5 separate regions of the Mus musculus genome follow, and regions 1, 2, 4 and 5 are each linked to region 3. Evidence: chromatin contacts called from public HiChIP or PLAC-seq and promoter capture Hi-C data. All regions are on one chromosome and are shown on one strand. Each heading gives the region's core, a stretch centred on a gene start, on an enhancer-like site or on the middle of the called end of the contact. The rest is flanking DNA. Distances are from core to core; before and after follow the strand shown.

Region 1 (4,666 bases), core at 275-2,774, 840 kb before region 3:
CATTCCACTTGGCCGTCCTCAGTCCCCTCAGGAGGAGAGAGGAGAGGCTCAGCCTCCTTCTCTTCACTCCGTACTCAGAGGCAAGCAGCTTCGCTCCACAGTACACTCCCACCATCGTACAGTGACCTGTGGCCAATCTATCACAGGCTGAAACCTCCAACACTGTGGGTCCCAAATCAACCCTCTCCTGGCATAAGTTGATTCTGTCAGGTCTGTGTCACGGGGACAGAAAGCTGACAAACACTACTCTTGTCAATAGCCTTAACCTGGAATAGAAAGGTCTTTATTCAAAGCCTTTCTGAAGACAGAAATATTTCATAAAATAGTTAAATACCAATTCTTAAGGAACAGACTTTAAAATCTAAGAACAAATTAGGAAAAATATTCCCAATATAATTATAAGCAAAAAATCAAATTTCTTTAATATACAAAGAATTATAATTTGACGACTAATAATTAGATTAAAGTAGTTCAAAGGAAAAGAGTATAGGATGGGAGGAGTTCACACCCAACTAATGGTGTGGCTTCTGAAACACCAAACACTACTCATAAACATGAGAAGTTCGAGTCACGGAACCATTTTTCAATGGACAGATCAGGTAAAGACAGCTCAGGGGAGGAGACAGAACATCGGGAACTGGGGGTGGGGGTGGGGGGCTGTGGTAGGGAGTGCTCAGAACAGCAGTATGGCTGGTGGAACCTTCTGGAGGCGCAGATGGCAGGCTCCTAAATTCCTATATCCTGGTGTAGTTACTCTTCCGTGAAATTACACTTTAGGAATCTCAGAAAGCTTGCCTATGTATAAAGACGACCCTTGTGGTTGGTTCTGTTCTCACAGATTTCTCAAAACAATTTGAAAAACTAAAAAGTGCTTAATTCTTTGCCCATGAAATTATCAACTCCGTAAGTACTAGAAAGGCACTAGAAGAGAAGCTAGAAACCCTACCCACATGTGCTTATTTGGAACTAACAACGGACATTTCCTGTACTTTAAATATGGCAGCCACTGTCATGAGCCTTTTACAAATGCCGAGTCACTGAATGAGCCCACATATCTCCAAGGTGGATCAGTGTGTACAAATAAAATAGGTCACTCGGTCACTCTGACTGATCTCATTGTGTCATGTATGCGCTGTGAATCTATAGAGGCAGGCAGGGCTGTCACTACTGCCGAGCCTGGGGCTGTCTTACAACGTACTTAATAAACTCTTCTGACAAATAAGTCTATAAAGACAATATATACGGTGCACTGTATATTAAGAATGTAAATATACAAAGCTTTTTCATGTATATATGAAATTTATATTTTAAAACCTAAAGTGTTCCTTGAGTAAGACAGCAATTTGAGAAAACTTTAGTATTTCTTTTCATACTTGCCATCATAAAGGAATTTTTAACATTTTCAACATGATTGTGTATTCCTTTAAAATTAAATAAACACACACACACACACACACACACACGCACGGGCAAAATAAGCCTAACAAAAGCACTGGATCCCACTTCCTTCCTTAGGCAGGAAACCTCAGACCACAAGGACCTGAGTGAGAGTCTCAGGATTCTAAAACAATTGTTTGGCTGACAGTTTTCTTTGTCCCAGGACTAAGTCAATATAACAGTATGTTTACAAAGTGCCTAAGTTTTCCTATAAATAAAACAAAGGTAAAGGGGAAACAAAGACTGTCCTACATGAGTCACAGCATACGCTGCTGAGGAGCACAGACATCACTCAGGCACACGGCCATAAGCACTGACTCCGCAGTGATTGTTGACAGCCCCGACTGCCACTGCCAGAGCCTCCACTCATCTGGATCCTACAGATCTAGAACGGAGCTCCATACTTCATATGTGTGAGCACATTCAGTCCCCAGAACAAGGAGAGTCCTAGCTGGATGAGTACTTGTAAAGAAATTAAAAATTAATCTGTATCAAATGTGAAATTAAGAGTAGCAAACAGATATTGAAATTTATAAATAGTTGAATCTATGTTTATAAAACCTACTTTTAATTCTTTTGTTCATTTTTTTTTACAGGTTATTGCTTAGTTTTTCTTTGTTTTTGCTTTTGCTTCTGAGACAAAGCACTGCTATGAGGTCCAAGCTGGCTCAGCTTCTCCAATACCAAGATTAGAAGCATGTGCCACCATATCCAGCCTTTACGAACGTTCTAAGAGGGATTTCTTTACCCTAGAAATAGACCACAGAGTTGACATTCTGTATGCCACTCATTCCAAAGGTTGGCTTTTCCAGTTCATCTCTCCTTCTTCCTCCTTCCCAGACTCCCAAGTGCCCTTGATTCAGAGCCACACCCTTAGGTTCTCCTCGACATCCGCCCTTAGATCGTACCTGTCCAGCAGCAGCTCCAGCACTTCCTTAGTCGAGGCAAAGCCTCTGTATGTCGACAAAAAGATGCTGATGTAGGTAAAGTCATTGTCCCCAAAAGCCGTCAGCAGGTTCTCCACAAGCTTCTCCAGCGTACCAGCTTTGATGGTCCTGATCTTGCAGGTCTCGTACTGACTGACTGTGTGTCCTGGAGGCAGCTGGTCCCCTTCAACCTATGGGACAGATTCATTATTAGCATCAGATGGCATCACTCCCTGATGTAAAACTGAAAACACTGAAATGGTCAGCATTTCAGTCTTCTCTCATGCAGCTGAAAGTCCTGGAAGGCAGTGTGGGCTTCTGTGAACTCAGTGTGGCAGAAGGGAGGCCGTGTAGCAAGTGTGTGGAGGTAGCGTCCCATTCTTTCTGAAGAAAGAAAGATTCTTGCTTTGCAGCAATACAATGGCTTCTCCTTACATCACTGGTGACAGCAAGGGTGATGGCAATACTTTATCAAAGACGTTGTCTGTCACCGAATGGAGTTTAGCAAATTGTCCACTATCTGATGTTCTTTGTACTGTTAAAGGTATGTTTTCAATCTCATTTTTAAAAACGGTGCCTACCATGGTATGCCAGAAGAGTCGATCCATAATAGTTCTGGAAATATGATTGTTCCAAATTTATACACACACACCCACACCCACATATACACATTTACATATACAACATATACATACACACATATTCATATATATTATACACACACAGCATAGGGTTTACGTGAGCCAGATGGTATTATGGTCACAGCCTGAAAAAATTAGCAATGGAAGAAGTCTGTTCTCCATGGTTCCCTATGATCTGACAGCCGTCAGTGCACAGACAGCGATGAGTCTACTTTCATACCTCCAGCAACCAAGGGATCTGGGCGAGAACCACCTGCGCTGCAAAGCCTGAGGCTTATCCCAGGGAGCAACGGAAAGTGTGGCGGGTACACAGCCCTGCTCTCGGGAAATCTGCAAACACCGGAGAATAAGTACGTCTGAGAAAGCTAGCACAGGAAAGCAAACCTAGAGTTATCAGTCGATATCACTATACATTAACACACGTAAACCACAACGTGGAAAGATTGGTGATAAAATGGGAAAGGCTTGAAAATCAAGGCTGAGGGGAGAGAATCAAACTGCAGAAAAATAAGGGTGTGCCTTGCATTCTGAGTAAATCTGCACCCTGCAAATTACATGCAGATGTGGTTTTCCAAGTTGAACTCCTTCATGGATGCTAAGGAAACTGACCTACCAAGAAGAGCTCTGCAATAAATCTGTTTCCAAAGCAAATAATTAGTCTCAATGCTGCATAGATTCTCATTGGTGCAAAAAACTACCAGGCAATTCATCTCACTATAAATTGAATTACTCAATACTGACTGCCTAAAGTCCTAAATTGAAATATATACATACAGAAATCAGAGTGACAGCATATGAATCTCCAATAATGACAGTTGTGACTACTGAGTTCTGGCCCTGTCAGAAGTTAAACTGCAAGAAGAAAATTAACCCAGAAAGACCCACATGGTGGCATCCACTTTTAGGTTAGAATAGCTTAGTGTCACCATGTCTAGCTGCTGATAGGAACTGATGCGAGGACCACAGTGTATGAGGTGCATGGCTTTGTTTCTTACTTAATTTTTTAATTTTCTAAGGAGGTGGCTGGAAAGATTGTTTAGCAGTTCATGCTTTCTGCTCTCCCTGAAGACTCAATTTCAGTTCCCAGAACCCATGTCAGGCAGCTCGCAGCTCACAACTGCCTGGAACTCAGGCTCTAGCCTCCATAGGCATAAACACACATGTGACACACATGTGTACATCACACACACAAATACATACACATAAATAAAAATGTAAAAATTATAATAAATTATAATAATTTTCCAAGGACATAGGTCTGAGGCAGGAAAAACAGGAGCTTTTCTGTAGGGCTCTTAGGACTGTTGGCTCTGCGCACGGTCTAGGTGCTCTCCTCTCTCTGTGCTGGCTTTTCAACAAGCGGAGCCACAGTGTCCATCTGTCCCCAGAACTTCCAACTAAAGCAGAAACAAAGAGTGAAAGACTGTGGTCTCGAACTCTAATTATATTTGTAAACACTATGCGCTGCACCGCTTCGAGTGGGTACTGTAAACACTCGGTTGTTTTGTTTTAAGAGACGGTGCTGTGGTACCTTCAGAGACTACAGACATTTCTTTACTGCTGACTTTCTTTGCCTTCAGTGTGTCCACACATGATGTTAAACTCTAGCAAGCAGGTATGACATGCAGCCTTTCCAGGGCCGTTTCCTTTTATTCTATGAGC
Region 2 (4,971 bases), core at 439-2,938, 590 kb before region 3:
ACACACAGACAACTCATTAAAAAACTTAAGCTGCATTAAAGAAAAGGCAGATTGAATCAGGTTCCCATGAAGCACACCATCCAGTCCCAAGGAGAATGGAACTCTTAGAATGACAGCCCTTTCTGTCCCTCAGATGGACAAACAGGAAGAGAAATCAACCACCCCCCAGATCACAGCCATCACTGTTGGCTTTCATCAGATTCAATGGCTTTTATAGGCCAGAGGATGCCTCTGCCTCCCAAGTGCTGGGATTAAAGGCATGCGCCACCACTGTCCAGCTATGGCAGACATTTTAAGCTAGCATTTCTAGAACAAGTCACTGGATGCTAAGAAAAGCAAAACCCATCCCCAAGCCTACCCAGTTGTGGCCATTTTTGTTTCTTGCTGACAAGTGAGCAGTTGAAGTTCTAAGCTGTATTTTTACTGCTATATCCTTTAAGGTAGAATAAATCCTCTACACACCGATCTGCTTGGAGAGAACACGGTTTAATTAAAGGCAAAGCTGATTTCAGCAGCTGCAGATCTTGCACAGACAGACAGACAGGGGGGAAAAACAACCCCAAATCAAATCAAATCAAAACAAAACACGAAAGTTTATTACACAAAACCAGTTGATGAAGATTCTCCTCCCCTTCTTCATTACCCCACAGTGAGGATGGCAAGGCGAGGAACCCCGCCGAGAGAGTCATAAACATTCCAAACACCAAATTCTCATGCAGACTGGGGCTATAGCTGGGAAGTGGGTACTGCAGGGAGGGAACTGGTAAACCTGTTGGCTGGTCTAAGGTGCAAGAATCAGTGACATTTCCAACCTCGGAATGCTGCAGCTGTCTGAATGCAGAGCTTACATACACAAACTGGGTGAAGGTAGCAGGGAAGGGACAGGGAGAGGACAAAGATGGACACAGGGAGGGACTGGAGCAGCACAGACAGTTTCTTTTGCCATTTAGTGAAGGGTTTCACTTTCAGACCTTTCAAAAACAAAACAAAACAAAAACCAAAACCCAAAAAACAAAACAAAAAAACAAAAAAACAAAAAAAAAAAGAAAAAAGAAAAAAAATCCAAATACCATGTCAAACTAAAAGAGCAATAGAGTAAGCCTGGGGCTTCAAGCACTCTTTCTGAAGAGCAATGAGCAATACCTTACCCCATCTCATTTCGGGGCTGCCCAGACCCCAGTGACACCTGGGGCTCCTGGATGTGCTTTGCTCTACAGCTGTCCTTCAGCTAAGCTCCACACTATTTCCCACACTTAGCCCTTGCCCTCTGGGAGAGTAGAAAGCCATGTGTGGGACACACACGCGCGCACACACACACACACCTCCCAGAAAATAATCCCTACCCTAGCACAGCAATTGGACATTTAGATTGTTTCCATAATTTCCCATTAAAATATTACTTTTCCAGGAAATGACTAACAGAAATGCTGTCCGTTCTTCTGTTCCTACACAGAACATCTTCAGTCCTCTTTCCTCCTAATATAAATTATCAAATAGAGTTTATTCCTTTCTCTTGCCCTCTCCAAAGTGGCATCTGCTGTGTTTTCTTCTGTGCACAGTGTGCATCTGTCTCTGTGGCCTTCAACTTCATCCTCGAGGTGAAGGCCAGGAGCTGTGACTGGGCATAGCCCGGCTCCTCTGCAGTGACGCTTGCACTGCCGCTTCCTTCCTCTTCAGACTTCAGGCTTTTGGGCCCCAAGTGCTGGCCCCATGCTGCTGTTTCGTGGTGAGATGTTGTACACGGTAGGAAGAAAACAATGACTACGGTACAGCATATGGCTAAAGGGTGGAGACTGATGCAAGAGGCTGGGAAGCAGGATGGGGACACAAAAACCAACTCAACAAAAAGAACCACACTGAAAGCATCCACCTATTAAAATGGGTTCCAGGCCGTGAATGAACTAGCCTGCCTTCTGAGACTGCTTGCTACGCTACTGTAAAGTGTAGGAATCCACCACATGAATTTGAAATCGTACAGCAGCCATCTGCTGGTCTAGGCCAGCAGCACTACCCACACTGCATCCTCTATTGGGGCTCGAGCACCTACAGAGTGAAGGGCATTTCCTGCTGGAGTTTCCAGGCTGGAGGAAGGCCTCTCCCAGAACCTTCTAAGAGGCCTTGTACCCTCCCTATGAAACACTCCCACTGGCTTAAGAGGTCAGTTCCCTGTCCTGTCACCACTGACCTCTCACAGGAGCAGCAAACGGGACTGTCTTTGCTCCACACTGACTAGAAATACGCCTGTGTATGGAAGAATTCAGTGTGATATTTTGCTACTGAGAGTAATAATAAAAGATGTTTAAGAATAATTTCAACTACATTCTCAGTCAGCAAAGCACTCATAATGGATTCCTATTTTATTCCCCAAAGAGGAAAAAAGGACTGAGAAGTTCCTATTGGTTTCTCCCATCTGCCTTCCCTTCTCAGCTTCCACTTCCCACGTGTTGGGGACATGCGCGGTGGAGAAGGTGAGAGGCGTGCTATCAGTAACCGAGTGGGACAAACAGCAGCTCCTCTCTCCCTCCGGAAAGCCCCGGGGGAACGAGAGTTCCTGATGGTTTTTTCTTTTTGTTGCACTGCGAACATTTCGTGCACACTCAGCGGGCTGGTGGAACACTTACACCCTCTCGACAGCAAGAAACAGACAAGAGAGCTGCCACCTGCAGAGACTGTGTGGGTCAGTCCTGCAAACCCAACATGCCATGGTTTATGGAGCCTTCATTCCCTGGGTTGCTCCTGTGGCCTCAGTGTGGAGGGTTCATGGCACCTTGTCCCCGCTGCTGTTTCTGCTTCTGCTGCATTAACAACTGCTCCAGAGCGGAGGGCCCAGGATGCATCATGGAACTGGACCAGATAGACTGAAAAACAGCCCCAAAACTTGTCAGCAGAAGGCAAATGCTTTGGCTGTCTGACAGGGATTTGTTTTAAATCTCAGCCACCCATAAAGACAAATTTGTCCTTTAAATCCACTCTAAATGCCAATCAACTCAGCTCTATTAAAAGTCATGGAACTCTCAAGACTAGACAGTTCCTAACTAAGATAATTTTGACACTATGAACAGTGGAATACAACTTTTTAAACCCCAAGCCAAGGTTATTCCTCCTACTCCGACCACTCTTTTGGAATTACATGCACCAACATGTCCAGCCCAAACTATGTTTTAAGTCAAATCAACTATGTTTTAAGTCAAGTTCATATGGCATGACAGTAAGTTTAATATAAGGTTTCCAGCAAACAAAACATTGTAGACCAGGCTGGCCTCGAACTGAGAAATCCGCCTGCCTCTGCCTTCCAAGTGCTGAGATTAAAGGCCTGCGCCACCACGCCCAGCTTACATACTCATTTAATAAGTCAAATAAGGCTAAACTCAAACTTAACAGGATTTAACATTAGGATGAAACTAAATGCTCTAGCATTTTGGATGCCCTGACAACACACTCAAGACGCCTCTCAATCCGGGATAAAAGCAGAGACACTGCTGCAGCAGGAGCCACGTGAGCACTCACCTTTAGGCTTTCCATGAGGACAGCAGAGGAATCCTCCATGGAGGGGCCGTGGCCTGTCCAGGTGCCACTCGGAGTGCTAGCCTGATGCCAACTGCTCTCAGATGATGACGTTGCTGAGAGATAATCAACACCAAAACCACCCATGGCTAAGAGATAACAATAGGTAAGAATACAAAATGTTTTGTAAGTGGCAAATATCAAACTTCAGGCAAAAATCAGAGCAAGCCACCCCCCTTTGCCTTGTAGATAAAGAAATGTGGATCTCACCTGGTTTATCAGTTTTCCACCTATCTGCAGGCCGCCTATCCCTGTTATCTGGAGTCCCAATGGGTCCAAAATTAGAGAATGGAGCAGAATTATGGTTATGCGTTGGAGGAGAACTGGGCAGGCTGCTTGGGTTAGAGGAATGAGGAGACTGGCTGGCTGGTGTCGAATGATCTGTTGAATAATTATGAACATAAATAGGGGTTTCCCACACCAAACCAAGAACTAACATTTTCTTCAGATGTGGTAGTCAAAATTTGAATGAAAGCACTATAAGAAGGTTTTGGAGAAAAGGCCAAATAAAGACCATGAAGCAGTCTGTCTGATCACTGTTGTGCCTGACTGACTGTACCTTGGATCCTAAGAATCATTATAAATTAAGACTTTATAAAGCTGAAATAAAAGGAGTCTGGAGAGATGACTTTGCAGTTACGAGTATTGGGTGCTCTTCCACAGGACCTAGGATTGACTCCCAGGACCCCCATGGCAACTCAAAACCATCTCTAACTCCAATTCCAGGGGATCCAACACCCTCTTTCTGGCCCCAGCGGGCACTGCACACATGTGGCACACGAGCAAACATATAAACAGTGCCCAAAACATTCCAAAAGAGAAATAATATATGATAATATAAAAAACTTTCTAATTATAGAATCTGACTAATGTTTAGTCAATATGGATGTACAGGAAAGGCAAGGTTTATAATCTAAGTATTAGAGTTGATACCTGAACTGGCAGGAAGTGATGGAGACCATGGGGTCCCTTCAAAAAGGGAGTACAGTGATGTTTCCTGGGAGGCGACTGAGGGGTTCAGTTCTGCCTTGGAGCTGGTTGTCAGGTTTTTTCCATACACTTCATTGAACATACTGCTGTTTGGATATCTTTCCTGAAAGATTAAGTTAACAACACAGAAAGAGATTTAAGAAAGTCATGTTCATGGATGACTCAGCAGACCTATAAGGTTCTCAGTAAGACAAACTCCAAGACTTTAACTTCTTTCACTTTCATGTCTTTCTTTCACTTTGTATTTTGCTCTATGTAAACTATCTATCTGAGGCCATTAAAAAAAAAAAAGTCAACCAAGCTCTAAGAAATTGAGTATCGATGAGAAATTTAAAAGGCTCAAGCTTGTGATATACAGGTTACTAGTCTACCCCCATCAGAGACAAACCAGTCTACAATACACATAAAACAAAATTC
Region 3 (4,616 bases), core at 1,968-4,467:
TGGCTGAGCAAGCCATGAGGAGCAAGTCAGTGAGCAGCAGCCCTCCATGGCCTCTGCATCAGCTCCTGTCTCTAGGTTCCTGTCTGGCCTGAGCTCCGGCTTTGGCTTTCCTCAATGGACTATGATTCAGGACATATAGGCCAAGTAGACCCTAGCTGCTTTTGGTTATGTGTTTCATCACAGAGATAGAAGCCCTAACTAAGACAGCCAAGGGGTCCCTGAAGCATCATGAACTGTAAAGGTTATTGCTTCTCCTGCCCGTTGTGCCTCAACTAGAGTGAGTCCCTTTGGCTGAAGACACCAGATGCTTCAGCTGAAGGACATGAGGAAATCAAGCTTGTACTAAACTAGAATCTCCCTCCCTCTTATCTCCTTTCCTAGTGCCAGATGGTGGAGAACTGTCTCCAACAACTTTGCTTAGCTATTGACCCTGTGTGCACGCTACAGTACTAACACGTCAGGCCAGAAGTTTCCACTGGTGTAATAGCATCACGACTATTTTGGGTGCAACCAATGGCTTTTCTGTTATATTTAATGCTACAACACAGGAGGGAACAAACAGCTGGTACCACGTGATGTCCTGAACACAGGTTTCATAGCACGCCTCCCTGTCCTCCAGTTCTTACATCCTTTCCATCTCTTCCACAATGTTCCTTTATAGCCAGAACTGTTTTTAATCCTTTGTAAGAGCGACTAATGACTTAGGGTCTTGTTCTGTAATCCTGGCTGTCCTGGAACTCTTAGAGACCTGCCTGCCTCTGCCTCTGCCTCCCAGTGGCTCTGCATTCGTCACACCATTCTCCCTTCTATTTTACTCCTGTCTGAGTTGCCTACAACTTACTTCTCTTTCATAACTCAGCTCCACTGGGAATTTTATCTGCTCACGGAAATATAAATCAATACTTCTGGGGAAATAAACATTCTGGCAATCTGAAGTTGCTGACGTCGTCCTTTTCATAAATTAAAATTTAAAACATTTAAGAGTCCCACTTTGTGGCCCTGACTGGCCTTGAACCCAGAGACCCTCCTACCTCTGCCTCTCAAGAGCTGGGATTAATCTATCCCAGCTATAAAAGGGTTTTTTGTTTGTTTGTTTGTTTGTTTGCTTGTTTTGGGGGTTTGCTTGTTTGTTTTCTTTGAGACAGGGTTTCACTGTACAGCCCCGGCTGTCCTGGAACTCTCTTTTTAGACCAGGCTGGCCTCGAACTCAGAAATCTGCCTGCTTCTCCCTCCTGAGTGCTGGGATTAAAGGTGTGCACCACCACTGCCCAGCACTAAAAGCTATTTTTAAAAAGACTCAGGTTAAATATTGATTACTCTGTCAAGAAGGAGATTGTTTTCTTCCATGCTTTGGATTTTTTGTTTATATTTATTTATTTTACTTTATGTGCATGAGTGTTTTGCCTGCATGTGTGTATGTATATGTAGCATATGTGTGCAGTACCCACAGGGGGCACAAAAGCATCCGATTCTCTGGAACAGGAGCCACCATGTGAGTTCTGGGAATCAAACCCTGGACCTCTGGAAGAGCAATGAGTCCTCTTAACTGCTGAGCCATTTCTCCAGCCCCAACATAGTATGGCTTTGAAATATGTATGTAATAATCATAGTCTTTACACATGCTGTTGCCTACACTTTGCTTAGGGTAGGCAGGCCTTGTGTCTTTCATCTGTATGCCTTTGGCATCTACACAGTGCCTGTCTGGCACTTAGTAGTTCCTATGAAACATCTGTTTGTTTCCGGAAGAAACAAAAACTAGTGCTGTGTTTGAAATTTAAACACTTTGAACTAGCTCACAGGATTTTTTTTTTTTTACTCTAAACTTAAGGGCTAAACTAATACTAATAAAATAATTATTTTTTCAAAGAAAGGAAGAGGAAAGCATTTAAAACAAAATAACAAGAGTAAGCAGAGGGTGGCAGTGGGTGCCTATCACCATAGTGCCTGGGAGGCAGATGAAGGGCCCTGCAAGCTTGAGGCTCAGTCTACACAACACACCAGGCAAGCATGGACTGCACACACACACACACACACACACACACACGCGAGGTAATGAATTAAAAGAAGAGAAAACCAGCCCTGTAATAGATTTTATTCGAATGGGTGGTCTTGGGTGGTTATAATGGCACCATTTTAAAGAAGGTCACAGACTCCAGACAAATACAGTGAAGTGTGAATACAGAATAATTGAAGTCCTAATTGTTTTCTGCACTACAGTAACACGATACAAACGGGAATGTCTCCTTCAAAATAAACTCACAACTTCACACAGTGTCCTTCCAAGTGAGCGAGAGGGAAGGCAGGTGTTTTCCCAAGTCACCTCAGCTCGGGGGCTGTGCGCCCAGCACAGAGTCCAGATAGAGTAAACAGACGGTATTCCAACGGGCTCAATACACAAGCAGTCTCACATACCGGGAACTGGAGTCCTGATGCTCATCAAAGGCCGTGAGCAACATTTAGGAAAATGCGCTTACTCACCGTCGCCACCGCTGAAATACGTGTTGATAAGGGTTGCAGTACTGTAAACACCCATCAGGGAGAATTCTGAGCAGCTCCACAGACTAATTTGACCCATTGACTTAATCACATCTTCACACACACACACACACACACACACACACACACACACACACACACACACACACACACACACACACAGAGCAATTTGTTTATGATATGAAGGGACGCCTAAACTGAGATCCGCGTGGAAAGGTGATCCCGGGTGCCTACATCTATCCGCAGTTTTCTCTGGTAATAACCAGCTGGTCCCAGTCACAAATGCTTCCTAGAATAAAAGTATGTTTCCTTTGGCTGGGGGGAGGGGGTCTGATTCAATCGGTAGAGTGCTTGTCTAGCAGGTAATGAACCGCCCCATTGAGTGGGGCGGGCCTGTGAACCCAGCACTTGAGAGGGAGAGGCAGGAGAATCAGAAATTCAAGGTCATCCTTGGCTACCTAGGGACTTCGTAGCTTGCCTGGCCCTGAAATGTTTCAGGACTTAAGGGTGGATGGGTGGGGACCAACGAGCTCCTAGGTTCTGCCATTAGGCGATTCCAAGGATCAATGGGCGGGGTCAGAGGCAGGACCCCGCCCCTATCCCCGCCTCTGCGCAGCGTGCTCCCACCGCCCCCGCACCTGCCTTCATTTCCCGCCCACGCATGTGCTCGCCCGCGGAGCGCGCACAGGCTGCGTGGTCCCACGAGGGGAAGGCGGCCAACGGCTGCGGCGCGAACATGGAGTCGGATGCCACGACCTCAGAGCCCAAGGCCTCGGTCGGGAGTGACAGCTCGCCAGCGGAGCAGACTGTCTTAGCCACCCTCCGGGACTCGGTGGCCGCGCCCACCAGGGGCTTCATGTCCCCCGTGCGCTCGGTAGTGGCCTCCCCGCGCCCCGTGAAGGGCAAGGCGGCACGGCGACGGCTCCAGCTCCCACCGGTCACCCAAGCCGAAACATGTGACGAGGAGCCCGTGCCCGCGGTGCCTGAGGACCAGGAGGAAGCGCAGCCCCTGCCACCGATCTACGCATCCCCCATGAGGGGCATGTGGCGCAGCGAGAAGGTGGCTCTGTACTGCGACCAGGTGCTACAGGGCTCGAAGGTGCGAAGCTGCAGAGGGGCCAGCTCCGGGAGGTTTGGGTCTTTCCCACAGCAGGGAAAGCAAATCTGTCCCTTCAAAACAGTCTTTTGGGGGAAAAAATCAGTCTTTTGGAGTCAAGGGGTACAGAATGCCACCTTGGCCACCTTAGTCGTTGCCCAGACCCTCAGCTCCTGCCCTAGAGGACTTGACTAACCCGTTATACAAAATTGTCAGCTAAAATGACACCTCCTAAAAGATGAGGCCGTGAAGCGCTCGTCACAGTCTGGGCATACATCTTACTGTCCACTCAAATACACAGAGCTCGGTGTCCACACACCCTAGTGTCCACACGTCTCGTTGTTAACACACCCTAGTTTTTAATACATCTTCATATTAGGCCCAAACATAAAGCTAATATTACGTTGGAATTGTGAAAATGGCAGCTAGAGAGACAGCTCCTTGGTTAAGAACATTTGCTGTTCTAGTAGAGGGGTCAATTTTCCTGTCCCAGAACCCACAAGGTGACTCCCATCCATCCGACACTCCTGTTTCAAGGGATCCCAGATCCTCTCCTGAGCCTTCCCAGGCATCAGGTGCAAGGGTGGTGTGAATACACGGATGCACATAAAAACAGGCGTAAGATGTCCCCAGAATGGTTCCCAGTCAGCAAGTCACGATGTAGACAGGTGTTTTGCATGGAAAGAGCCTGATAACACCAAACAGGGTGGCACACGCCTTTAATCCCAGCACTCGAGAGGCAGAGGCAGGCAGATCTCTGAGTTCAAGGCCAGCCTGGTCTACAGAGAGTTCCAGGACAGCCAAGGCTACACAGAGAAACCCTGTCTCAAAAAAAACAAAAAACAAACAACAACAACAACAAAAAAACCCCACCAAACAGAACAAATAGCATACATTTTAATACTGCATTTTATTTAAAGTATAGCAAAAGAATTTGTGTACAAGTATATTCGTTGCAGCGATGGGTATAAAAATTGGCTGAGCATGGTGACTCATGCCTTGTTTGTCTTTTGTAGACCAGGTT
Region 4 (5,006 bases), core at 1,010-3,509, 900 kb before region 3:
CCTTGGGCTGCTGTTTCTCCAGTGCATCTTTGTTAGCTACTCCCTTAAGATGCTGAACTGGGTCTCATTCCTCCACACTCATTCCCACTCAATGGGGCTGAAAGACACGCAACACCAACCCTGCACCACCCGTGTTTCTGGCAATCTATTAAACAATGTCATGTGGATGTCCCAATTCTAAAGACCCTGAGACCTCGTCCTCTAGTAGTTTCACCAGCCACTGGCTGCCAGATGGCCGTGGGTCCTCCCTCTTCTATAGAAATCCTCCCTCTTCCTTACCCGGCACAACGGTTATCAAAGGCTGATAACAGGATGAATGGCTCTTCCGTCTCCAGCCCTTATCATCTCCGGCTCGAAAGATGGGAGCAGCTTCCTTGGCTCGCTTCCCACCCACAGTGCTCGTCCCACCTCAAGCTTCGTGTCTCCACAAGGCTAGTTATGCCCCTAACAAACAAACCTGATCATTTCTTAACTTGATGCCTTCAGTGAGACCTAACTGCCTGAACAATTAACACAAAGTCCCCCAAGGAGGACACTAGACCATTTCCAATCTGGTCTGGCTTCTGTTAGAATATCATTTAGTATATGGCCTCTCTCTTCCATTCCAAGTTCTTCAAAGATCACTGAGTCTTACTCTTCTCTCTCTCCTCAAAGCTCGGGGCAAGAACTAGCAAGAACCCATCTTCAATAATTACTGTATTCAATGAATGGTTCCGCAAAGGTTAAAGAACAATGACTCCACCCCACCTAGGTCTATGCTGGGAGGCAAATGAAGACATGAAATTTAGTGCAGATTTTACTACAGAGATTTCTCTTTTCTTTTTCTTTTTTCTCTTCTTTTTAGTCGATGACGGGCCCTGCTGACTAAGGAATTTCATCACCTACCACAAGTTGACTTTACGCAGTTAAGGTTATCAGCATGAAAGGCTGGGTGTGTATTTAAGAAAGACGGCCATCATCAGAAGTAGCTTTGGAGTTTTCCTTGTCTGATGCCGTTTGTGTAAGAAGCACATGAGACTCAATCCCATTTACTGCTGAACTGTAGCTACTTCCTACCCAAACTGCACCTCCGCCATAATCACCCACTTCAGGAGCTCGGCTTGGTCCAGATGGCTTAGGGAGAAAGCTGAGTCACCAGGAACTACACTACTGAGAAGGCGTGTTAATTTAGTAGACAGTGCAATCGTAGGAAGAGTTCCAAGAAGGCGTGTGAAGCAAGGCACCCGCCCTGGACTACTGTCCCACCCACACTGAGCATCGTGAAACAGGACCCCAAATTGCATGAACAATTCATAAAATGTCAAAACTATGTCCTATATGCACATGTGCCACTAGATAAGCATACCACTAATCTGCGCCCAGGAAGACGCTGCTATTTTCCATGCTAGTCTTGTGTGCACGTGCAGACAGGTATGAGAAATGTGTGTCCGAACAGCTGACTGACCCTCCAGGCAGGACGGCCCCTTACCATGATGCTCTTGTACATGTTGCCATTGTTGTCTTCTACACTGATGCGGATGATGCAGGTGTCTTCGTTCTGCTGATTGTAAACAGGAGGCAGTACTGTGGAGGTAATGGATGTCACGGAGACGGAGCGCTTGTGGATTTTAGGATTGTTGTTGCACGTTGGAGGGGAGGACAGGGGGTTGATTAGGGACGACATCCCTGAGGAATTCGTGTCCATGGAATGGATGGAGGAACAGGAAGAGGAGGATTCAGAGAGCTGGAAGAATCAGAAAACAAAGCCATTGGAGCCTGGACCAAACATGCTTCACGTTTCAAAACAGAAGTAGATACAGAGACTGGTTGTTTCCTCCTCAATATCTCATGTCTCTGGTACACACACACACACACACACACACACACACACCCCGTGGGCTCATGTGACGATCAGTGACTCACTGGGAACTAATCATTCTGAATCTAAGAAAGGCACAGTGGACCTTTGATGGCCTGGTTTTAGTTGTCCGTATGAAGGCTAACCACGAGATGGCAGCAGATACCAGAATTTAAAGGCCGTACAGGCTGAGCTTACAGAAGCTGGGAAGCCATCCTCTTCTCACCCCCAACAGTTCTCAATGTGGCCATGGAGAACATTCTGTCCCCACTACTTCACATCCAGATTTTGTAGTAGGAGACAAATGTCTTCATGTTTAGAAGCATCTAAGATAAGGACTACTGCTTGTGTAGTTCTGCTGAGAGGGCCTCAGAGATCACCTGACCCCTTTGCCAAGTAGAGAAGCTGGAGGCCCAGAGAAAACACGGGGCCCCAGGTCCACCTACACAGTCTCACTCCTACCAGGACCAGAGCTCTCCAGCCCCTTTGCTGTGGTGTTCACACAGCAGGGGCACAGCAAGCACCAAGCCATCTGCAGCTATGATGAGTTAGCTGACTTGTGCTACAGCCTTGAAACCTTTAGTGCTGTGAGACTGTTAATGAGTTTTCATTTATCTTTCTCACTTGGGTCACAGCTGCCTTGCAGGGCAGGGGGAGGGAGGGGCACCCTAAAAACAGCATCATAACAATGCTGAGAGCACGACTCAGCAAAACAGATCACTTGCCTGGACAACGCAGCCTTTGAGTATCTCTTTAACAATCACTGGTAAGACCAGCAAGATACACTTTCACAATCTACATCGAGGCCATTTGAGAGATGTACGGCTGCAGTAATGTGCTTCTCTAAGTGACTGAATATTTAAAATTCAACTGATATTAATCACCAGACAAAGAGATGCTTTAAACTCACCGGGATGTATTCCTGACATAAAACCATTAAGCTGAACCATTTAAATATCAATTGTTACAGAAAAGTGTGTGTGTGTGTGATATTCGGAATGAGTTAAACTGGATTATATTATAATAATCCTATAAAACTCATTATTAATTTCTATATAATCTACCATTCCACAGATACAGATCAAGGAATTTAGCTTTCTGATAATGTGGCTTCTAAAAAAATAGGGCCTATGTTATCTGTAGTTTTTCAGGGCTGCTTCGTCCGATGGCATCCTATGTTAAGGACAATTCCACAGCAGGGGTGTTCTATTATGGCCAGCAAACCGCAATGCCAACTCTAATATGTAGTGTCTACAGTAGGACTGCCATGATATCGGTTAGCCATGTGCTGCTGCTGTTTGGAATTCTCCTTCTGTGCCCATGTGACTCAGCTTGAGCACTTACTCAGGGTGGATAATTTTAACAGCGTTATCTTGCCTGCAAGTCTATTAGCCAGGAAGGTCAGTTCTCCAAATGCTGCTTGAATGTTTTCACTTTCACCGTCCTATTTCCCTTGGGCTTTCCGTGATGCTAATAACACTTATAGTTGAGGGGGTAATGCGTTAGGATGGTGAGCTCACACGAGTTATAGAGACTATCCTCACAAGGATATAAGTGGTGTGGAACAAGCATAAAGGTAACTGTTTATAAGTGATGATCAGGCGCACGAAGAAGGAGGAATGCATATTACACTTTACTTCTAAAGAGAACAACCTCACGAGGGCGAGCAAGAGAGAGGCGTGGAAGAAGGAAGAAGGGAGAAGGAGCCTTGCGGGGAGCGCCTGTCTCTGCCTCCCCTTACGGCAGTGGCTCTGGGACTCCAGGTGGACATACACGCCTGGCTTTTTGTACTTTGGAGGAATCTCAACTCAGGGACTTATATTTGCGTGGCAAGTGCGTTGTCACTGAGCTATCTCCTCTGGATCCAGCTGATGCCAAGGCATGGGGAATGACAACATACTGGGTTTAGGACACATGACTTTTGAGACAATAGTCAGATGTTAGCTGTCTGAGGAATTTGAGAGTGGTTGGGTCACCTCTAGCTGCTGAGTCCTAAAATACCTTTCTTTTTTCTCTTTTTTTTATTAGCTATTTTCTTCATTTACATTTCAAATGCTATCCCGAAAGTCCCCTAAACCCCACCCCCCTGCTCCCCTACCCACCCACTCCCACTTCTTGGCCCTGGCGTTCCCCTGTACTGGGGCATATAATTATGATTTGGGGACACTTGAAGGGTCTCAGACTGGTGTGACTGCTAAGGACATCATGCAAAGCAACACCAGTGCCCCCTACAAGGCAGAAGACAGAGCCTGTCACCTGTACTCTCTCTCACTGGTGTGAACCCAAACCAAGAGGCCAGAAGAAATGACAGAACAAGGTGGCCAAAACTCTCCCCAAGATGCTGTGGATTGCTGTCATGGCAGAGCTGATCTCTGAGCCAAGCTCCTTGACCAGTAAGGGGACTGAAGGAGATATTTTCTCTTACTTATTTGTGCAGCCATGAGAAAGGGACTGGATGAGGATTCCAGTATCCGTGCGTACAGCTTGCTATTTCCGCTGTGGTTCACTGTATCACCATTATCAAATCCTCACCCTGCTGCAAACTGCGCCCTCTGCCCTGTGAATTGTTTCATGGTTCCTCCCATTGAAGCTAGATCGTATCTCCCTGATTCAGTTATTTATGTTGGATTGGACCACATGACTGCTTTAAGCAATGGAATGTTGATAGGTATGGCCAAGAAAGGGCTCTCCCTGTGTGTATCTTACAGGGCTGGGCTTCTTCCCCTCTTCTTCATATGTTTCAGCATGCTAAGAGGATGTTTTGGAAAGTCAATTACTCCAGAAAAATAAATGACAGATAACGGAAACAGGCTTGGGTTAAAACTGTGGTGTAGGGCCCAAAGTAGCCAGTCCCCAAGAAACATGGAGGTTGTTCTACGTCACTGAGTTTTAGAGTACTTTCCTGTGTGACCTGCCATGGGACAGGTGTGGGTAAGAGCGCATGGCACCAAAAGGCTGGCATGCATCCATTTCTCGGGTTTTGTTCCTACTCAGGCGATCCTGCATCTCTTGAATAGAGTATATTTATTTTATGGGCCACAATCCTTCAGTGCACTTAGATATGGGCATAGAAATGTTTGCAGGGACAAATGAAAGCGCAACCTCCTTAGTACTTTGTATCCTTTTTCTCTGAGGAATGTGCTCCCAGAAGGAACTCTGTTTCTGATGT
Region 5 (5,063 bases), core at 1,778-4,277, 820 kb before region 3:
AAAATATAACCCCAAACTCATAGATAAACAAAGTAAGCTGGCATATTCTCCTCACAGCAATGAAGAGCTGCGGTACACCTGCTGACATGATTGCTCCGAGCATTTTCCTGAGACTAGTCAGTTCTACAGTTCACCATCATAACTAAAAATTACTAAGCCCATGAGATTTTTTTTCTCCACAATTCCTTTCCTGTCAAGATGGAGATGCTGAGTCAAACTTTTGGTCGCTGGGGTCACACTGCTCCCTCTGTCCTATCAGCTGTCAATGCCATGGAGCTGATGGGAAAGACAAATTCTCCTGAGAATCCACGGGCTTGCTCTCTGAAAACAGAGAGTGGGACTCTGCATTGGCTTGGTTTCTGAGTGTCAAAGAAATGAACGCACAATCAAACCAGCAGCCACAAGGCGTGAGTGTGAATGTGCACACTGCAAGAGATGTACTTGTGTGGTGTCCACTACCACAGCTTTCAGATCCACACACACAAAGGATGTCACACAAAAAGGAAGTCGGGATTGCATCCGAACCCTTTAAGTGCCATTTTACCCAGCCAGGTTCTACACTTGGAAGGCTGTGTGAGGTCTCAGAGTTTGTAGTAAGTTTTCATAACTGAAACAATACTTCACTAAAACATCTCCTTCTAAAATGTGGGCCAGGAGGACTCTGATCTTAAACCAATCATGTTTGGGCTATAAGCCGGCGAGTATGCCCGGATGAGCACTGAATACAAACACGAGTGTGTCACCATCAGACGGGTCTATACTGTAGAGTCTGCAGGGAGGGTGAACTGTAAACAACTGAGAGGGGGCTGTGAGAAGACAAGAGGTAACAGGAGCAAAGCACCTCAAACTGTGGACCACACTCTAGTGTAAGGGCCATCGTGGGTGCTAATGGGTGTAAATGGCAGGCTATGTGCACACCTACCTCCCACTATACCCAAATGTTGCAACTGAGGCTGTGGGCTTCGGCCCACTTCACTAGAACAAGCATTACTCAGGGATCTCGGCGCCAGGCCTAAGTGAACTCTAAGGAAGAAGAAAGAGAAACCAATATCGAGGGAAGCTGAGAAATCTCCTTCTCAACTTCTAGACTTTCTGCACTCCCCCTCTCTCCTCCACCCCTCTTTCTTCTTCACCTAGAACAAGGCGCCAATTTGTTTTCTTTCTAGTCATCGCTTGACAGCAGTTTCACGCAGAGCAGATGTATACATTTGCTTTGAATTGTTCCCCACTGGAGCAGATGAGACGGCACGCAGGCTTGCATCTGACTGGTAAATCCCAGAGATGATATTACTACTTTTATTTGTGTGGCCTTTTCAGAGACTTCCTCTGTCCACACTCGCATCAGAACCTCACAGCAACTCCATTTAGAGGAATGATACTGGCAAGGTCAGTGCTCTCCTGTGCTGACCTCTCCTGACACTCACGAGTGCACATGGCAGACACCAAGAGCCCACCCACTCCATGAAGGCTGATGCTGTAAATGAAGCACAAATTCAATCCTATACAAACTTCCCCTCGTGAGGATGGGGAGGGAAAAACAGCATCTGCATCCATCGGCTAGATTTTTTTTTTAAGATTTATTTTATTTATTTATTTATTTATTTAATGTATGTGGGTACACTATAGTTGTACAGATGGTTGTGAGCCTTCATGTGGTTGATGGGAATTGAATTTTTTAGGACCTCTGCTCACTCTGGTCATCCCCACTTGCTCTGGTTGGCCCTACTCGCTTGGTCCCTGCTCACTCCGGTCCAAAGATTTATTTATTATTATACATAAGTACACTGTAGCTGCCTTCAGACGCACCAGAAGAGGATGTCAGATCTCATGGGTGGTTGTGAGAGCTACCATGTGGTTGTGGGATTTGAACTCAGGACCTTCAGAAGAGCAGTCAGTGCTCTTACCCTCTGAGCCATCTCGCCAGGTCCCCAGCTAGTTTTTTATTATCATAACAAAATGGCAAAGGCAGGCTAACCTCGTAAGGAAGAGATCTGTATTTAGCTCACAGTTCTGGACATCAGAGGTTGGTGGAGGTGACCATATCAGCTCAGCTCTAGTGAGGACCTTGGAGGAAAGATGCCAACACACTGGCAAGAATCACCTCCAAACAGGAAGCAGGAGTGACTCTGAGAGACAGGATGGCTCTTGCAGTGGGTCACTCACATAAGAACCTGGGGAATCCTGAGACCTTAACGCTAAGGGAGGCTCTACCAATGACCTGTACATCTTAAAGGTTCTATGTCACCTCCAAACACCAGCAACCTAAGACCAAGCCCTGGAGAACTCTATCCAAACCAAAGCACCATTGTAGGGCAAACTATGAAATAACTGTCCTATGTTACCAACATTTCAAGGTAAGGTTTTAATTCTTTAGGTGTCAAATGTATTTGACCAAGTTTGACCCCCCAAACCCTTTCATTTCCCCCTCAAATATTTAGATCAAATTAATATGACAGAGATCATGGGACTGTGGGAAATTACAACTGTCTAGATTTAACAAAACACAAGTTGTCTTGTCAAAGAAGTGTAATGGCCATGTGGCCAGCAGTAATTATATGTTTGGATTTTCAAATAGGCATCCTCCCCTCCGAGAGAGAGAGAGAGAGAGAGAGAGAGAGAGAGAGAGAGAGAGAGAGAGAGAGAGAGAAGAAAGCTGCAGCCTTTTCCTTTCCAGGAATGCGATTTAAGTTAACAGCTAAGCTAATAACCACAAGCTGCTGACGTGCTGCGCACAAAGAGGGCACTGTCTCTGTGAGGGACACAATGGTCCCGGGTGATGGATTCCAGTATCTGCGCTGAGTGACCATTCCATTATGTAACCAACAGAGCTGTGTGACTCCCCATTACCAAACGGCACACGGCTCTGTCTTTCTAATCAAGGCGGGAGGCCCTCCCTTCACATTCAAAAGTTGCCCTTGCTTTTAAGGTTATAAAGCTGAGATTCTGTTCAACCAGGGAAATCATGGCTGTTGTGCCCCCACGCAAATAACAACAGGAAAAGAAAGAACAAAAATAAGAAGGTTGTATTTTTAAAGTTTAGGAGCCAACCATGCACAAGGGTAACAGGCACAGAGAAGAGCCACTCATCTACGAAAGACCTATGCTTTTAGCAAAGACTTAATGGAGGAGATCATAGCATTTTTCAAATCTACTTGTGTGACTCGATAGACCCTCTGTAGACACTTAGGAACACTTATCAATTCATTTTTCCAAAAAAGACCTGAGAAGCACAAATGGGCCACATCACATGCAGAGGCCAGGAGCCCAGGGCTCCGCAGGGCTGCTCAGCACCCTTGCCCTATGCAGCTCAGAGCCACTCCCACGCCTTCTGGATACAGAGCTCGGAGGTAAGCAGGGAAGCGTATCTTTTTTTAAAAATCTAGGAAGAAGTTGTTCAGGGTGTGAATAAGGCTGAGGAACAAAACAGATGTTAAAAAGAAGTGGCTTTCAAATTGTGCAACGGGGGAATTCAATCTGTGGTAAGCAGTCATTTTCCCAAGGGGTGAGCCCTTCAAACACCAGTGTTTTAAAAGTTTCATTTCTTTTGATGGAAATGTTTCAAAAATACTCTTTTTCTGCCTTCAAAAGTAGAATATACTGAGTGTGATTTTGCCTTTCATTCACAGCCCAGTAGGCCGCCAATTGTGACCAGGGCTGTGCTATGTGCCTCTGACATAGATAAATGTGCTTATTCCAAAACTAAACAGTCTCATATGCTTTTCTCATTCTTTCCGTGGAATTTAACCATCATCTTTTCCTTGCACACATTCATCCAACAGATACTCGTATCTTCCATCTTTCCATCGTCTATAGCGCTGGGTGAGGGGAAGAACGGACCCTACGACCTCTGGAATCTGGAGACCAATGGAGGAAAGTGAAAAGCCATAAGAGTGAGCAAGCAAATGAAGAAGGGAAGGCACTGGTGATGGCTCTCAGGGAAAATGAGGCAAAGTGGGTAAAAGGACTCTAAGGTAGGGAAGGATTGCCCTTAACAGAGAAAGCCCCCTAACGGGACATGTGACCACAGCCTGCCCCTAGGATGTCCAGTTGTTGCGATGAGTCAACCTCTAAACCCACTCTTCTCAAATCTGCTCCTTCGGGAATGAATGAACACACACACAAACACACACACACACACACACCTGTGCTTATAGTAAGAGCTGGCATGGAAATCATCAAGAATGCTACTCTCAAGCTGGGCGTGGTGGCGCACACCTTTAATCCCAGCACTCGGGAGGCAGAGGCAGGCGGATTTCTGAGTTCGAGGCCAACCTGGTCTATAAAGTGAGTTCCAGGACAGCCAGGACTATACAGAGAAACCCTGTCTCGAAAAACCAAAAACTAAAATAAAATAAAGAATGCTACTCTCCTGGTCTAGCCGAGGAAGTGTCTATTCCAGAAACCCTTGCATTAGCATCAAGATTTTCTTATTTATTTTTGCTTGTTTGTGTACATACATGTTGGTGTGTGTATGTGTGTGTGTTTATGCACAGGTACATGTGTGTAGGGAGGTGGAAGATTGAAGTCAATGGCAAGTATCTTCCTCAATTATTTTCCACCTTATCTATTTGTATGTGTGCATGCGTGTGCGTGTGTGTGCATATTTACAAGTATGAAGTCAGTGTGCATGTGCACATGAAAGCCCACAGTTGATGTCAAGTGTCTTCCTTGACCTTCTCCATTACGTAATATTGGGTCAGGGTTTCTCACTGAAGTATACTGAATTGAGCCATCTTCACAGCCCCTAGTGTTTAGCTTTTAAGTGTGTGTGTGTGTGTGTGTGTGTGTGTGTGTAAATGACCAAAATACATTATGTGTATCTATAAACACATTAGTATAGATTGCCAAAATTTGTTAGTACAAATGTTATAAGCATAAATAAATATAGAAAAGCTAACCTGTTCTCATGTTCTTTCTTTGGAGTAAAAAAAGTTTAAGTAAAACAAACAAACAAACAAAAAACTTAATACAGTGATTATCCAGAGCCAGTGCTCTTAACCAGGACCCTGATTGAAATCTCAGAACCCAGACAATGGCTCACAGCCACCTGGAATTCTGTTCCA

The links. Promoter capture Hi-C pulls out the DNA fragments that hold promoters and counts their contacts. HiChIP or PLAC-seq counts read pairs in DNA pulled down with a chosen protein or histone mark.
Region 1: a contact with region 3 is called in a FOXA1 HiChIP or PLAC-seq map of pancreatic cancer cells. The contact joins the enhancer-like site here to the promoter of Shcbp1l in region 3. A contact is called at or near these places in 6 of 39 promoter capture datasets (the 3T3-L1 cell line, the C10 cell line, the HPC-7 cell line and 2 more) and 2 of 115 datasets of contacts at active chromatin or transcription factors (bone marrow-derived macrophages and pancreatic cancer cells).
Region 2: a promoter capture Hi-C map of the HPC-7 cell line shows a contact between it and region 3. The contact joins the enhancer-like site here to the promoter of Shcbp1l in region 3. A contact is called at or near these places in 13 of 39 promoter capture datasets (the 3T3-L1 cell line, 3T3-L1-derived adipocytes, the C10 cell line and 8 more), 1 of 484 Hi-C or Micro-C datasets (nephron progenitors), 3 of 115 datasets of contacts at active chromatin or transcription factors (embryonic forebrain, embryonic stem cells and neural tube) and 1 of 9 other capture datasets (embryonic stem cells).
Region 4: a contact with region 3 is called in a promoter capture Hi-C map of hippocampal neurons, with 5 times the contacts expected there. The contact joins the enhancer-like site here to the promoter of Shcbp1l in region 3. A contact is called at or near these places in 12 of 39 promoter capture datasets (the 3T3-L1 cell line, 3T3-L1-derived adipocytes, the C10 cell line and 5 more), 2 of 15 datasets of contacts at CTCF or cohesin (the NIH/3T3 cell line and stem cell-derived epiblast-like cells), 3 of 484 Hi-C or Micro-C datasets (all in embryonic stem cells) and 1 of 9 other capture datasets (embryonic stem cells).
Region 5: a promoter capture Hi-C map of pre-B cells shows a contact between it and region 3, with 4 times the contacts expected there. The contact joins the enhancer-like site here to the promoter of Shcbp1l in region 3. A contact is called at or near these places in 8 of 39 promoter capture datasets (the 3T3-L1 cell line, the C10 cell line, the HPC-7 cell line and 5 more) and 2 of 115 datasets of contacts at active chromatin or transcription factors (bone marrow-derived macrophages and embryonic stem cells).

Annotation. Positions count from the first base shown.
Region 1 is chr1:152,584,062-152,588,727 of GRCm38.p6, forward strand. Rgl1 (ral guanine nucleotide dissociation stimulator,-like 1) reads right to left here. Exons shown (of 18, transcript NM_016846.4): 3 at 2,346-2,554. Among named protein-coding and RNA genes, the nearest start is that of Rgl1, 39 kb to the right of the region's middle. Within about 2 kb of position 1,525, at least 30 of the 459 cell types and tissues checked have an H3K27ac peak or open chromatin away from gene starts, as enhancers often do. A contact at or near this core is called in the HPC-7 cell line and pancreatic cancer cells, where this site is marked.
Region 2 is chr1:152,836,528-152,841,498 of GRCm38.p6, forward strand. Ncf2 (neutrophil cytosolic factor 2) reads left to right here. Exons shown (of 16, transcript NM_010877.5): 16 at 1-463. Smg7 (Smg-7 homolog, nonsense mediated mRNA decay factor (C. elegans)) reads right to left here. Exons shown (of 23, transcript NM_001160256.1): 20 at 4,498-4,657; 21 at 3,775-3,945; 22 at 3,508-3,653; 23 at 468-2,858. The coding sequence ends at 2,745. Among named protein-coding and RNA genes, the nearest start is that of Ncf2, 39 kb to the left of the region's middle. Within about 2 kb of position 1,689, at least 35 of the 459 cell types and tissues checked have an H3K27ac peak or open chromatin away from gene starts, as enhancers often do. A contact at or near this core is called in the HPC-7 cell line and stem cell-derived epiblast-like cells, where this site is marked.
Region 3 is chr1:153,421,992-153,426,607 of GRCm38.p6, forward strand. Shcbp1l (Shc SH2-domain binding protein 1-like) reads left to right here and starts at 3,218. Exons shown (of 10, transcript NM_001033162.2): 1 at 3,218-3,595. The coding sequence starts at 3,233.
Region 4 is chr1:152,523,177-152,528,182 of GRCm38.p6, forward strand. It overlaps Rgl1 (ral guanine nucleotide dissociation stimulator,-like 1), which reads right to left. Exons shown (of 18, transcript NM_016846.4): 16 at 1,469-1,723. Among named protein-coding and RNA genes, the nearest start is that of Gm51749, 14 kb to the right of the region's middle. Within about 2 kb of position 2,260, at least 70 of the 459 cell types and tissues checked have an H3K27ac peak or open chromatin away from gene starts, as enhancers often do. A contact at or near this core is called in hippocampal neurons, where this site is marked.
Region 5 is chr1:152,601,029-152,606,091 of GRCm38.p6, forward strand. All of the region lies in intron 2 of Rgl1 (ral guanine nucleotide dissociation stimulator,-like 1), which reads right to left. Among named protein-coding and RNA genes, the nearest start is that of Rgl1, 22 kb to the right of the region's middle. Within about 2 kb of position 3,028, at least 18 of the 459 cell types and tissues checked have an H3K27ac peak or open chromatin away from gene starts, as enhancers often do. A contact at or near this core is called in pre-B cells, where this site is marked.